Linked DNA regions of Gasterosteus aculeatus: region 2 is linked to region 1. The links are chromatin contacts, called in public Hi-C maps. All regions are on one chromosome and are shown on one strand. Each heading gives the region's core, a stretch centred on a gene start, on an enhancer-like site or on the middle of the called end of the contact. The rest is flanking DNA. Distances are from core to core; before and after follow the strand shown. Region 1 overlaps LOC120824260 (adhesion G protein-coupled receptor D2). Region 2 has its middle 30 kb from the start of nr5a2.

Evidence for each region. Hi-C and Micro-C count contacts between places; a contact is called where the count stands out from the background.
Region 2: a contact with region 1 is called in a Hi-C map of skeletal muscle, with 5 times the contacts expected there. The contact joins two enhancer-like sites. A contact is called at or near these places in 4 of 6 Hi-C or Micro-C datasets (liver, skeletal muscle and whole body).

The regions. Positions count from the first base shown.
Region 1 is chr8:13,495,946-13,500,235 of fGasAcu3.hap1.1, forward strand. All of the region lies in intron 19 of LOC120824260 (adhesion G protein-coupled receptor D2), which reads left to right. Among protein-coding and RNA genes, the nearest start is that of LOC120824260, 16 kb to the left of the region's middle. Within about 2 kb of position 2,691, at least 1 of the 9 cell types and tissues checked has open chromatin away from gene starts, as enhancers often do.
Region 2 is chr8:13,637,430-13,641,476 of fGasAcu3.hap1.1, forward strand. No RefSeq gene overlaps it. Among protein-coding and RNA genes, the nearest start is that of nr5a2, 30 kb to the left of the region's middle. Within about 2 kb of position 1,937, at least 1 of the 9 cell types and tissues checked has open chromatin away from gene starts, as enhancers often do.

The sequences.
Region 1 (4,290 bases), core at 1,441-3,940:
TTGCTCAGCCAACTGCCGCGCTGCAGCTGACAACCACTGGTTTGCTGCGATGAATTTCCTGCTTTGACTCGCCCTCAAGAATTCGTGCTCCACATGTGCAAGTTGTAGCCGCAAACAGACTCTCCAGAGGCTGCACCTGCAGCGGTTGCGGTGATGTCATTATTACTCCGCCAGCCGGACGGGAAGCTCAGGCAGGCCGCATGTGCTGCACGGGCAGCCAATTGTCAGCTGCTAATCTGTGATCCAAATGTTAACATCAGGGTTGCATCAATACCGAAATTCATTAAATGCAGGATTGGAGCATCCTTTTTTAATGTATTTGAATACATACACAAACAAAGAGGAAACTGCAACCGCAGGATTACTTTGCAAATGTTAATATTCTTCATTACTGTAAAAATACGGTCTTTTAAAATACCAGCATTTAACTATGCATCAGATGGAGCACTATTCTGGTACCAAAAGTACACCGTGAATTCATCAGCGATCCATCTGTAATACAGAAGAAAAATATCAGACTTAATAATTCCACATCTAAAATGTGTAAGGAACATCAAATAAACTCAAACACTTTACAAACTGTAAACCGCGGTATTTTTCCTTCAATGAGGAACAGAAAGGTTTTCCATTATACATTCCTCCCTTCTCTGGTGGCGAGGGCACACAAACTGTCAAGGTTTTTATTTGTCAGTGACAAGGCTGAAGCAGAGAGGGGAAAATGAGCCTTGGTCTGACTTGTGTTAAGCAGGTGCTTCGTTTTTAACAAGGCAAGTTGAATTGTCGTTGTTCGTTTGATTATTTTTGCTTTATGTACTTAGAGGTCACCATTATTGTTGTTGTTTATGCCCCGTCAGCGTTGATTTTATGCTTTTAGTGCTGAAATTCAATGGGTTGTTTTGTCAAAAGTTTTGAGAATGGAATATTTTCAACCACTCTGTAGATACGTAGTACATATTAAAATTCGAACAAATTCTGCCAAGAGCAATATATCTGTGGCCAACATATCTTTACTTAAAAATTGTGAAATATTGGTTTTCACATGGAAAAAGAATAAAACCTTTGTCGCTTATTTTTCCCCCTGCACTGCAGTGATGAAGGAGGAGGTGAGGAGGAAATCACGCAATTCTCTGACTGCGGCAGGAAGTCCAAATCCGCCGCTGCGATTCGTACTCGTCTTTTAATCAGCTGTATCTTTAATTGAGCTGTATATTTAAGGAGAAAATCGATCGAGGTTTTAGCTGCAGTCCGATCACTAAGCATGGCCCCTTGGTTGCCATAAATAGTTTTGTCAATAGTTTCCCCCTCATATCTAATTATATTTTTTTCCATGTCGACAGTAATACTTATTATTCGACTTCACATGTCAACACGTATGGATTTCTATCCTGTTATATTTGTTTGTCGCTCTCAGTTTGCTCAGCTGTCCACCTGTACGCCTATTTTATTACCTGTCTTGGTCTGTTACCTGTCTGCTAGTCCGTCCGTCTGTGAGCCTTCAAAAAGTTCGAGCTCATCTTGCCTTGTGCGTCCTCTTTTGCATGTAATTACACTTTGCTTATTTGATCCTTTGGTCATGCATGCTGCGCAGGACACAATCAAATTCAGATAGATTCCACAACAAAGAAACCACAGATCCTCTGGTGTGTTTCTTGAGTGTGTTGACGGGGCTTTCGGGTAGCTGTAGGAGGCCCGAGCAGCTGCTTTGGTCTAAAGGGCCACGTAAATGTTTCTTTACGCCTCAACAGGTCAGAACACAAAGGCCCCACGCTGCTCCGGGGACACATTCTGTTGACCCCACTGCTCTCCTGTCCGCATGGGGTGTAGTGTCTTCTCGGGGGAATTTCTATACAATTTTAGGTTATGTGCTCTTTGCTCTGGCGTTGTTTCTGTTCATTCATTAAAATGGGCAGGAAAGCGACATTCAATTATTCTTATTTTGTACAGCCCAAAATTGCAATTTACAAATTTGCCTCAGAGGGCTTTACAGTCTGTGCACATGCAACAACGTCTGTGTCGAAACCCTCACATCAGCACAGGGAAAAATCAAAAATTGAAATGAAAAAGTCCTTTGATTGGGAGAACCCCCCACCCCCCCTCCTCCCATTCCCCTTTTGATGACATTGTCTGCTTTTCGTTCGCCCTGTTCAGCATCAATGCTGATAGAAGGGCTTCTAGTTACAGCTACACAAATTCCTTTTTCAAATTGAATCGTAATGTAAAATGCAAATTCCTACGTTACGGCACCTTGCCAAGAGGAATAATCATAATCAAGGTTATTTTGCGCATCTTTCAATCTTTTGCATTGATCAAAGACTTTGACCCAGAAAATCAATGGATTACTGGTGAGGCCTGCAGCACAGGCCCAGGGCCTCAAAGTTCCAGGGGCCCCGCTTACTTCCATGTAAAAAAGCTAGTGGTGCCTTTTGCCCGTTCTTGCCTCGTAATTTGAGAAAACCTGCTGTTCTTGGTCTGAGATTAATTCTCCCACAGGTTTGCACTGAATTAATGAATCGATGACGTTGACATTATTTTTAAACGAATCCACAACCATGAGACGGATTGCTCTGATATTTAACACCGACATTCATGGTTCCCCTAGGATGAATTGTACACATCTTGATGCTGTAACCTTCCATTTAGTGCGGCCATCTGGTCCCATTACTTAGCCGTGTTGGCATGGTAACGCATTTAATGAATGTGAAAAACATTGTAGCAACTCAACATCAACCTGCTAGCATTGTCAGCATTAGACTTCTCATTACTATTCCCATCCGTTGGCCCTGTAGACGACGGTGTTTCCCTCTTTTAATGCTATCGATCTCTTTTAGACAGTGAGCAGAGTTGCACATGGTCCACTCTTCGTGGCTACTCATGAACATGATGAAATGTGTGAACCGGTAACTATAATGCTTGCCAAAACCTGAGCTGTTAGGCAGGAGATGAAAATAAAAATGCTCAAGTTTTTTAGGAAATTGTTTTTTTTTTTATTTGCAAGCTGTTGTATTTTCCAGGGGGCCAGCCGCAGCAACATAAAGCTTAAGCGGCAAGTCTTTACTGTTAAATCAATAAAGCAGATAATGTTGACAAGCCTTTTCCATTGCACTCCCTCATGCCCGTCCCTCTCCCCTTCGCCCTCCGTCCCGACAGCAGCGTCTGAAGTGCCTCTGCTTTTGTTGTTGCTTCTCTAAATAGAGACCCGAGCAGGCCGCTTTGAGCCAATACACGGTAGACGTCTCTGCTGCGCTGACCTCTGCAACCAGGGCTTTTGATTGTTCCTGGTTTTCCATTAACAAACGGCACATGATGCTCAGTCTCTGTGCCGTAACATCTAGGAAGTACTTGTATCTCTTAAACCTCATCACCACTCCATCACAGGAGTTTTTAAAGTTGTTAAATGTTTGGAATTGACAAAACAAGAAGACACCAGGCTTGCTTTGTTTCTTCACTTCATTTGCATCTGTAGTTAACTAGAGATTGGGTATTATTTTCATGATATTCCCGCGTGTACTGCGGTAAGATTAACAAACCAAAAGAGACTTTTTATCAGAAAGAGGCCAAATAATGTGTGTAGTTTGCCTTAGACAACATGAAAAAGGTGCACAGAGAGTTTTGAGTTGATTTGCTGTCCCTCCGGGTCGAGTCTAACTTTTTAAACTGAGCCGATAGTTTTTATGAAGATCTTCACCATAAATATCGGCATGCCTCATCTGCTTCTTTATCAAGCTAGAGATAAATAGCACGGGGCGGCTGCGTGTGCGAGGGAAGATGGACGGCGGCGGGGGGGGGTGGGGGGGCTCTTTGCGTCGGCCATAAATCGCTCCACCCTTTGTCATCCAATCTCTGGGCAATGTCATTCAAAACCCCCTCACTATCCATTACCTGGGGTATAATAGGCTCTTGGCCATGCAGTGTCCATCTTATTATTAGTCCATAACTTTAAACTATCAATAACTTTGAGCTGCGGCAGGAGGTTGGTGGGGGGGGGGGGAAGGGAAGAGGAGGCGAGGGAGAAATCCAAGTAGAGAGGTGAAGGAAGTAACTGAGGCAAAAAGAAAATGTTAGGGTAACGTTCGTCCTCCGCAAGTTGTCGAGGGTGCAAGTGAGTCCCAAAACCCGGTGGGTTTTGGTAACTTTGCAGGCAAAGTATTTGTCAAGAATGTAACCTTTTAATTCCTGTTATGTCAGTTTTCTACCTGTGGAGGGCAACCCTGTGCCTTGTCATTACAGTGTAGAAATATAGAGAAATCAATGAGAGAATTTAGCTTAGCCGTCTCATTCACGTCGCGTTAA
Region 2 (4,047 bases), core at 687-3,186, 140 kb after region 1:
TTGACCCTCCGTGGCAGGGTCCCTAATGACATCCACCAGCTTGGCTCAAACAGGGCAGTGGTTTCCACCGAGGACAGGCCTTTTTGATCTTTCTGCTGAGCTGGTGGAGCTGGGTCAAGGTGAGAGACCTGCTGTTCAGCCCACCGCTCAGACCTGTGATGCACTCCGGTTAATTGCAACTGACTCAAATGTTTTATCTTTTCAGTTTTTGGTCATTTCATCAAACTTTTGCCCCCCCCCCAACCCGTACCCCCTCGCATATTGGTGTGTCTAGCTCAGAGCTGGTGTGGAAGCAGATCTTCAAACTACAATCTTGGACCATGCAAATTCAAGCAATAATATTTGTCCACACAGTGTTTACAATAAGAAATCAGAATGTTGAATTGTATGAAAATTTCCGTTTTAAAAAATATACAATTTCTTAACCACTCTGAATGTTTTATCTGCATTTTGTCTCTGAGCAGACAAGGTGTTTACTCAAATGGGCATTAGAAATATTGAATATTGCATCTTATACAACTCATTCTACTACTGAAAGTACTAGTTCCATATTTAACACACCATACCGGAAGTTAGCAATTTGTAAACATAACGATTCACCTGTTAGTCATTTTTTTATGTTTGTATTATCAATCAATCAAAAAAAAAGAGACGATAACTCGAAAGTCCTTTATAGCTTCCTGCAAGAAGAAACCATTAAAGTGAAGCGCATTGTCTGGAGGTCGGGCTGAAAATGTCCGAGGAAGCGCATAATAATCATGTGAAAAAAAAAAATGCTCCGTGAGAAACAGACGTAAATAATGAACCAGGAAACGGGAGATCAAAGCTTTTGAGTCGGACCCCCGTTTGTTTTCATGCTCACCCAGGCCTGGCAATAAAACACGCAGGAGTCGCACTTCAGAGAGAGGGGGTGAGGGGGGTAGTGACGCAAGGAAGTGCTGAAAACGGTTGCGTCCCATCCTGAGGATCCCGTGCCAGTATCCCCATGTTAGGGAAAGGCGTCAGGTAGGGCACTGTTTACCAGGAAAGGGGACAAACCACACAAAACGTCCGGATCAGAAAGGACCCTGTGGCCGGGGGGCCATCTTGCCAAACACAGAAGACTTTTGTTTCTTATCCCTTGATGCTACTGGACAAAAAACAATGCACGCCTTAAAATGCCTAGAGATCAAAGTTCAAATTCAGGACTGCAGTGTTTGTGTTTGTATGCAAGTAGGCGAGGTGACGTTATTCGGTTTTCCAAGAACGAATAGGATGAGTTTAAAGCCAAGTCATCAACTGGAAGGGTGTTGTGATTGTAAAATGCCGCCTGTTTTTCTCCTCTGTGTTACGCTTTTACAATAGCATTCCCACTCAAGAAAAGCCAACTGTAAACATTTTATGAATCAGAGATAAATGCCTTTTATGTCCCGGCATTCAACTATACTTCTCGACGAAAAGGGGTTTATGATGGAATTGCGAGTTTGTTTGTGTTAAAGTTGCAGCACCTGTACGGATGTTGTTTGAAACAAAGCAATAAAGCAGCTATGAACATTTCATCATCATCGTCTACTGAGTATAATAGGCAGTGTGTGTTTTTGGAGGCCAAATGCATAATGCCTTTGCTGTATTTTTGCTTCATCAATTACACATTGCTCGAAAATCTACTGCTCCATCTATGTGGGTAAGAAAGAGTGACAGAAAACTGTATGGCTCAGTTGGCTCTGCCACTGGCGTTGTTTGCTCATACCCATCTGCTCCGGAGGGATCCAATCTCGCAGTGTCCAGTAAATGTACTCGCACTGAATTCCATTTCTCTGCCTGTGTATCTGACCTCGGAAATCAATATAATGTCAGCCTTTACTTGACTCTGACCGCAGTCTTTTAATAGTGTTTTGATATGCAGGCAAATTAATTCACCTTAATGGGGTACATGGGGTCAATGTACTTTGATCCCATTTGGGCTAAAGGCTGGAAGGATTCCATTTAGTTTGCTGGGATCCTGGATCTTGTTTGTGTGTGTGTGTGTGTGTGTGTGTGTGTGTGTGTGTGTGTGTGTGTGTGTGTGTGTGTGTGTGTGTGTGTCAGACTTGTGCCAGGCAAATTTACTTCTTTTCTCAGAACCCATGAATGATTCCCCTGGGATCGATCCACAAAAACTAATAGCTATATTATGCACATTTTCAAGTTGGACCTGTAACATAGATTAATTATTGTGTCATTACCTTGACGTGCTATTTTACAAATGTGTAAATATCCATCTTAAGCAGCTGAATTTGTCCACCTATACTACTTCTATCACGGTCTGCAAATAAGCAATATAGGCTGAGCAGGCCAGCTAGATGGATTTTGTGGGAACCCATTGACATCCAAATAAATTTAAGTTTGGGGAAGCTTTTCCGACTGTGCAGTGAATCTTGCTCACTGCGCCCCTCGCCTCTCCGGTCCATTCGTATTGATTCCAATCTCAACCTTTTCCAATAAAGCTGGGTTCATGAGTTCATTATTACAACAATGGAGGTGTAATTGGCTTTCAGGCATCTAAGAGGCTATTTGCACTAATCTATTTGATGAGGAGATGTTAACGGCCACTTTGAATAGCGCAGTGTGAGCCAACTTTGCCCTGTGTTCCTGCGTTTTTGGAGCTATCAAGTCAGTCGATAAGCACATTAACCAGATATACTGTAAAACCGAGGGTTTAATGCCACGTTAAAGATGCAAGATCCGAGATTTGGGAGCGTTTGGTTTGACTTTCAATTGCTATCAAAATGTTGACGGCTAGCCGGCAACTCAGCTAAAGGTGCTAACGGTGGCAACGGTGCTAAACAGCTGTAACCGCCACATGGGAGCAGTGCAGAGCAGCGGTTGGGGCTTTACGGCTTCCCCGGCCCCGGACTTTGTCGCTTCCCCACAGACTGGAGTCTAAACGGATCCAACGCGGACTGAATGCACATCAGCAGGTCGTGTTTGATTCTTCTGGAAATACCCGTATCCTTTCTGCTCCGTATTTTTATCAACTATGATAATCCGGTCATGGATCACATCTCTTGGCTGCGTCGATGCGCCGTCTCACTCCCTCTTCTGGCACTTCTCATATCCCTCCAATCTCTTCTGGCAAAACAGCACTTTTGGAATTACTGTGTGTTTGCATTACTGTTGCATATTTCTCTGACATTTTGTAATGTTTATTGCGCCTTAAACATTATCGGCTGTCTTACTTTAAACACGTATCAAACTTCAACTTGCTCTCAACGTTGAACTTTTTAGAATTGTTAGTCAAAGGTAACTTCACAAAACCAGAACACAAGAATTTGTTCCTGGCTTCTCTGGAGATGAAATACCAACTTCTGTCTTTCTTTGGTCGGACATGCTGACGACGGTTTGTGCTTCTTTTTGACCTGATTGTTTGATCGTACTGATACTGTTTGTCTTCACGTATATATTCCCAAGCACATGCACACATATACACATTTACGTATGCAAACACCCCCCCTACACACACGCACACACACACATACACACTCATTGTGATGGGATGTGTCAACTAGATTTGGCTGGAATCTGTGTACCACTTAGACAAAGGCTCTGTTCATTTTTGTTATACTCTAGCGATACAGACAAGGATGTGGTTCCTTAGAAACATTCAGATTGAAAACAGAAAATTACAGAAATACTAGAGATGGAAAAAAAAACGAAAGATCCAGAAAGATCCTTTGGTCGCTCAAGTTGACTCCTAACAAAACATATTGAAATAATCTGGCGTAATGTGTTACAGTGGTTGCAGCTTTGTAAATAGGAGAAAGTTTTCAGGTCCAAAGGGTGCTCATTAGTCGGACTCATTCCTCCGTTGGTTGGCATTGACAGAGTCTGAACTCACACTTGTATAATATAAATGCAAGAATCAATGGTATAATAATACACTTGGAAAGAAATGTCTACCGAGCAGCAGGTGTTACGTTACACCTCCCGTTAACTTCTTTTTTTAGGAGCAGACCAGTGTGGGGTTATGCAAGACAGATGCAAGCCACACAGCTCCCCTTTCAACGTATAGCTGGCAAGACGCAGTTA